Linked DNA regions of Mus musculus: region 1 is linked to region 2. Evidence: chromatin contacts called from public HiChIP or PLAC-seq data. All regions are on one chromosome and are shown on one strand. Each heading gives the region's core, a stretch centred on a gene start, on an enhancer-like site or on the middle of the called end of the contact. The rest is flanking DNA. Distances are from core to core; before and after follow the strand shown.

Region 1 (2,837 bases), core at 119-2,618, 120 kb after region 2:
CACTTGTAATCATCTGTGTGGTGTGGGTATGCATATACCTGTGTGCATGTGCACATAAGGCCTGAGATTGTTCTCAAGAATGATCTTCAATTACTCTTCCACCTCATTGATTGAGGCATGCTCTCCCACAGCCAACCCAGAAGCTGCTGATGTGGCTAGCCTGGTTAGCTTGCTTGCTCTGGGGATCTCATGGCTCACCCTTCAGAGGTTGGAATTACAGGTAGGCCAATACATCCACCTAGCATTTACCTGGCTTTTGGAAGTTCTAAACTCCCGTTTCTTCATGTCTGTCTGGCAAATATTTTACATATTGAACCATCTCACTAACCTTCTTTTTGGGTTTTTGAGAGAGGGTTTTATGTAGACTAGTATCTTAGTTTGAGTTTCTGCAGCTGTAATAAAAATACCCATGACCAAAAAGCAGGTTGGGCAGGAAAGGGTTTATTCAGCTTACACTTCCACATTGTTGTTCATCATGAACTCTCCAACAGGGCAGGAACCTGGAGGCAAGAGCAGATGCACAGGACATGGAGAGGTGCTGCTTACTGGCTTGCTCAGCCTGCTTTCTCATAGAACCCAGGACCACCAGTCCAGGATTAGCACCATCCACTATGGGCTGGGGCCTCCCCCATCAGTCACTATTTAAAAAAAAAAATGCCCTACAGGCTTCCCTGCAGACTTAACTTACTGGGGTAGTTTCTTAACTAAGTTTCCCTCCTCTTAGATGGCTTTAGTTGTGTCACATTGACATAATCCAGCACACCTAGGTTGGATTCAGACTATATATAGCATGTATCAGGCTTCATTACAGGTTTTCAAAAGAAATTTTTTGCCAGTTGCACTAGTTTCCAGCTTCCCATTTTGCTTATTAATTACGTGGTGTGCATTAAGTTCCAACTATATATAGGGAGCAGTTGAGCTGAGACAATAAACAGGCAGATGCATGCACCAAAAGAGCTCACTGGAAAGAAGATGGCTGCAGAAACAAGAAGCTTGAAAGGATCTTGTAACTGGTGCCTAGATTTATCCCCTTCTCTCCGTATCACGGTGTGTTTTACCCCTAGTAAATCATGGCAGACACTCGGTTATTAAACCACTCTTTGTTGCTCTCATAAAGCACTAGGGATAATCAGGGTAAAGGAGTTTGTGCATCAGACATAGGTAAGGCAGAGAAAACAGAGTACCACCAAAGCTGTCAATATCTTTCTTAGTCTCTGGCTCTTCCCCCCTTTCCAGCTGTAAGAACCACTGGTTTACTTCTCAGAAAAAATCGTAACCATCTCTGTTTTGAACTATGTGGTTAACAGATCTTTCCTCCCAGTTGCTCTCATCTTTCCATCACTTCTGAAAGTTTTTTGTTTTGTTTGATTCTTGAGTCATCTAGTTTCCCCTGTTCACCACAGCCACTTTTTGTCAGTAGATCTGAGTGCAGGAAGTACATTCATACTGTTCTAACAGGAACAATATTAGTATTAAGATTCGTGTCAAAGGGAAGACTTGACCACAGAATCCTAAATACACCAAGTGCCCTTGGACAGCTTACCTAGAGTAGTCCACATGGATTTATTTTAGTATTTTCATCTATACTGTATTACATTATTTTCTCTGATTTTTTTACAACCACTTTAGATGTATAGCAATGTTGCCAAAAAATTAGAAAATTCTCAAAGACATGGTCGCCTCAGCATGATATTCCACACCACAAAAATATAAAACAATAGTGCTGGGGAGTTGGCTTACTCAGTAAGAGAACTTGGTGCTAAAGCGTGAGAACCTGAGTTCAAAGTCAGCCACCCATGTAAAGAGGCCTAGCACAGCCACATATGTGCCTATAACTCCAGTTCTATGGGACTTGCTGGCTGGCAGCCTAGCTCCATGTTCAGTAAGAGTGTCTCAAGGGCCTAGCAGAGAATAGAGCAGAATACCAGGCATACTCCTTTGGTCTGTGAACATTGGCAGAGGTATTCATACTTGCACAGATGTGCATTCACCACATATGCTCATTTCACAAATACATAACAATGATAGTTGTGAAAATACAATGTCCTATTACACTCCTGACCCAATTTTCCTTACTGTTTGTCTTGTATTACCAGAGTATGTTCATCAAAATGAGAGGCACCAATACATTCTTAAGTGGACATCAGATTTTAATTGGATTCTACCATGTTTTCCAGTGTTCAAACCTGCATGCCACATTGCAGTTATAGACATCATGCTTTTTAAAATCTCAAATAGTTTCATATTTTTCTAGATGTTAAAAAAGTACCTTTATCCTCTACACCCATTTCTCCTACTGTTGGGTTTATGTTAATGTGGTATATATATATATACACACTAACACCTTCAGTGGCATGCCCATAATGGCCTAACTTCCTCCCATAGGTCTCACCTTTTAAGAGTTCCATCATAGAGGCTGGAGAGAGGGTTCAGTGCTTAAGAGTGCTTACTGCTCTTGAAGATGATCTGAGGTTTAGTCCCCACCACCACATCAGGTGGCTCACAGCTGCCTCTAACTCCAGTTCCAGGGGGTCTGATAGCTTCTGGTATCAGTGGGTACCTGCACAGATATGCACACAAACTCATGGTGGAATACACACACACACAAATAGAAATATATCTTTTTAGAAACAAGTTCCACCATGGACTCTAGGGATTAAGTCTGTAATACATGGGTCTTTGGGAAAAGGTAAGATCCAAGCCATAGCAGAAGTGCATAACATGATCATTGCCTGATTTCAAGGATTGGGAAAGGGTTTAAGCCCCAATTCCATTTTTGATTCCCACCAAGTTGGCAAACGTTTCTTTTTTCCATTTTTCCTAAGATGATGAACCTC
Region 2 (3,103 bases), core at 229-2,728:
GCACTAGTCTGTGAGCTTGTGTAAGACAGTAACAAAGTTGCCTTCTTCATATTCAAACTGTCTTCAGCATTTTGGGATGCTGCATGACACCAAATAATACATGTTCATAAAATTGCTGCATATACCACACATAGTAACTCAACATCAAAATATTTTTCTTTAATATTCAAACAGGTGATACCTTTACAATAAACCAAAATATTTTAAGAAATGTATAGGTTCACTAGTAAGTAATTAGGTAGAAAATAAATTTCTAAATTTATATGGTTATATGTTTTCATATAACAATATATTTTGATAAATTTTCATGAATCAAAACAAAAAAGGCTTTCTTCCATAGTATAGTGAACAAAAAATTTTAATTTGAGATGAACCTTTGTTCTTTTTTTTTTTTTTTTTTTTTGAACAGGTTCTTAGGTAACACAGGCTGCACTCAAACTCATATAGCTTAAGATGACTTTGGAATACTGATCTTTCTGCCTCCACCTCTCAAATGCTAGTATGGATGGCATGCATCACTGTACCCAGTATAATTAGCTTATTTTTAATTGTCAAATAATTGTTTATATTTGGGGTAGTAAAATGTGATGTTTTAATCACTGTAAACACTGTAGAAAACGTCAATAAAGCCGTATCATCTCACCAGTTTATTTTGTAGTAAGGACCATAAATCCACTCTTTAAGTTAAAACATTTAAAAAACATAAAATCTAGTAGTAATTCTTGACAAAAGTTATACTTTCCAAAGGATCTATAACTCCCCTGCCTGCACTGTTATGTGATACATCTTGGGCAGTATATAGTTTCTCTCACATCATGGGCTGCGACGACAGTTAACTATTGAGAAAAGTTGCAGTTCTTATGATGGCTCAGCTCCAGCAATAAATCCACCATTACTCTTGGGAAATGGGACACACCCCAGCTATCTCTTTCTTATGGACTTTGCCCCTTGGCCATCTGGATCATATGTAGGGATCTCAATTAGGGATCTTATAGCAAGTGAATAAGACAGATCTATTCCTACAGACTAAAGATGCTAAAAGTGCCAAAACCCTAAGGCGGTATATTTTAGACTTGGCTGAAACGACTAAGTAATATACAATCCCAAAATGCCCACAGAACTCTCTCAGGATGAACGGAAGAGACTCAAAATCATCCCTCTCAAAATGCTTCTTTTGAACTGCAGTTAGCAGAATCAGTAAATAAACGTCTAAGGAAACTGCACCGAAGTCGGGCGTGCCTCGGAGTTTTGGCAGACAGCTGCTCCTGCGCAGGTCCCAGACTCCACCCCACCGCAGGCTAGACACCGCCCTTATTCCCACTACTTCCGGCCTCTCCTAAACGCCCTCAACACGCTTGCGCCATTTTGACAGGCTGCTCCCGCATTAGTAATCATAAGATTGCCTCTCTGGGACCGCCCCCCGCCACCTCTCCGCCCCGCCCACGCTTTACCGGCCGGCCGCGAAATCTCGCGAGGTTAGGTGCGCGTCGGTATTTTGCGGGCTAGTAGCTTTCCCTGCAACTGTAATTGCCGCTGCGGGAGAAATTGGAGCTGCTGTCGCTGGCACGCCCGCTGCCTGCTCTCCGGGACGGAGAAGCGCCACAGCCTCTTCTCTAGCGCTCTCCATACACCTAGCGCCCGGGTCGCCGGCCACTGTCCCAGACCCACTGCAGCCACCTCAGGCAGTCGCTCTGCAGGTCATCCCCTTAGCCCAGCAACTGAGGGTGGTCCCCGGTCCCGGGTTGACTTCTCACTCCACGTCATCTGTGCCCTCCTCAGTGTCGCCCGGGGACCCACCTCTCCACACTCTTAACTGACGAGGAGGAGACGCTCAGAATCACCCTTTCTCTAGGCGGAGCCGGCCCCCTCACCCGCGGGTGTGTCCTATAAATGGCGTCGGAAAGCGACACCGAAGAATTCTATGATGCCCCTGAAGATGTGCACCTGGGGACCGGCTATCCTGTAGGGTAAGTACCAGAAGCTCGGGCCCAGAGCTCGGGCATCCTAGTCTCCTGCTTCTCCCGCATCTCCCTCTACTCCCTTCCCCAGTCCGTCTGTGTCCGTCACCGCTGTTCCTCTTAGTCTCACTTGGACACCTCAGAACCCAGACCTGGGACTTCTTAGGGCAGGATGAGTTGGAAGAGGGAGAGGGAATCCTCCTTCACCCTTTTCCCTAGTGAGCGGTTTGGGGACTCTTTCGGACCCCTTTCTTGTCTTAGCCAGCCCTTGAGCGGATGGCATTTGTGCCTCAGAGGCAGCGATTTGTATTTGCGGGGTTCAAAGCTTACCTTTCCAACATCTGTTTTGGCCCTCGGGGACCAAAAGGAGCGGTAGCAGGACAAATTGAACTTCCCCGGCTTCTCTCTCTCTCTCTCTCTCTCTCTCTCTCTCTCTCTCTCTCTCTCTCTCCTATTCATTTCCAAAGTGACTGTAACTCGACCCTATTTGCCACTCACCTTTTCTTTTACATAAAAAAAGAAGCGGGGGGGGGGGGGGGGAAGGCAGGTATTTATTTAAGGAGGTTCTCCAGCCTGCGCATGAGTTCAACATCAGCTGTGTTTTACTGAAATAGCACTTTACTGTGTGCCAGAGGAAATTGTAGACAAGATCCTTAGCATTAGGGAGAATGCTGTGGTCTGAAAGGGCAGCCGGACATAAATGTACACAGCCGAGTACAGATCTACAAACAAGTGCTGAGTAATAAGGTCCTTGGAAGGAGAGCCTAGCTTGCTGCCCTTTCTCTCATTTTGCAAGATGTTTTACTGGTGATTAATATGGCTAGCTCTGAGTAGGAAGTTCACTAGTAGGAAAGCGTCGCTGACCAGGATTTGGACTTAACTTATTTTACTCCCCTTCACGTTTCAGAGTGGAAACACAGTTTACAATTATTTCACAAACTCTTCTCCTGATGTGTCTGTAACTAGAAGCACTGAAATGTAGTCTCCAACTATAAGAATTTGAAAATTAAATGATAAAATGGGTGTGTTCGTGTATGATGCTCAGAGTTGAACTCTTAGTTTTTAGAGTTACCCCGTGGATAGAAATAAAGTGACAAGTATATTTTAGAAGGGATTTCAAAAATCTGCTATGTATTGTATACGCT

The links. HiChIP or PLAC-seq counts read pairs in DNA pulled down with a chosen protein or histone mark.
Region 1: a contact with region 2 is called in a BATF HiChIP or PLAC-seq map of CD8 T cells, with 18 read pairs. The contact joins the enhancer-like site here to the promoter of Wdr44 in region 2. A contact is called at or near these places in 6 of 39 promoter capture datasets (the C10 cell line, the HPC-7 cell line, cranial neural crest and 2 more), 1 of 15 datasets of contacts at CTCF or cohesin (CD8 T cells), 5 of 484 Hi-C or Micro-C datasets (CD4 T cells, the G1E-ER4 cell line, the HL-1 cell line and 2 more), 4 of 115 datasets of contacts at active chromatin or transcription factors (the 230-238 cell line, CD8 T cells, effector CD8 T cells and 1 more) and 3 of 9 other capture datasets (adipose tissue, liver and macrophages).

Annotation. Positions count from the first base shown.
Region 1 is chrX:23,809,208-23,812,044 of GRCm38.p6, forward strand. No RefSeq gene overlaps it. Among named protein-coding and RNA genes, the nearest start is that of Gm4907, 82 kb to the right of the region's middle. Within about 2 kb of position 1,369, at least 12 of the 459 cell types and tissues checked have an H3K27ac peak or open chromatin away from gene starts, as enhancers often do. A contact at or near this core is called in CD8 T cells, Th1 cells, effector CD8 T cells and 1 more, where this site is marked.
Region 2 is chrX:23,691,573-23,694,675 of GRCm38.p6, forward strand. It overlaps Wdr44 (WD repeat domain 44), which reads left to right and starts at 1,479. Exons shown (of 21, transcript NM_001305675.1): 1 at 1,479-1,697; 2 at 1,853-1,967. The coding sequence starts at 1,891.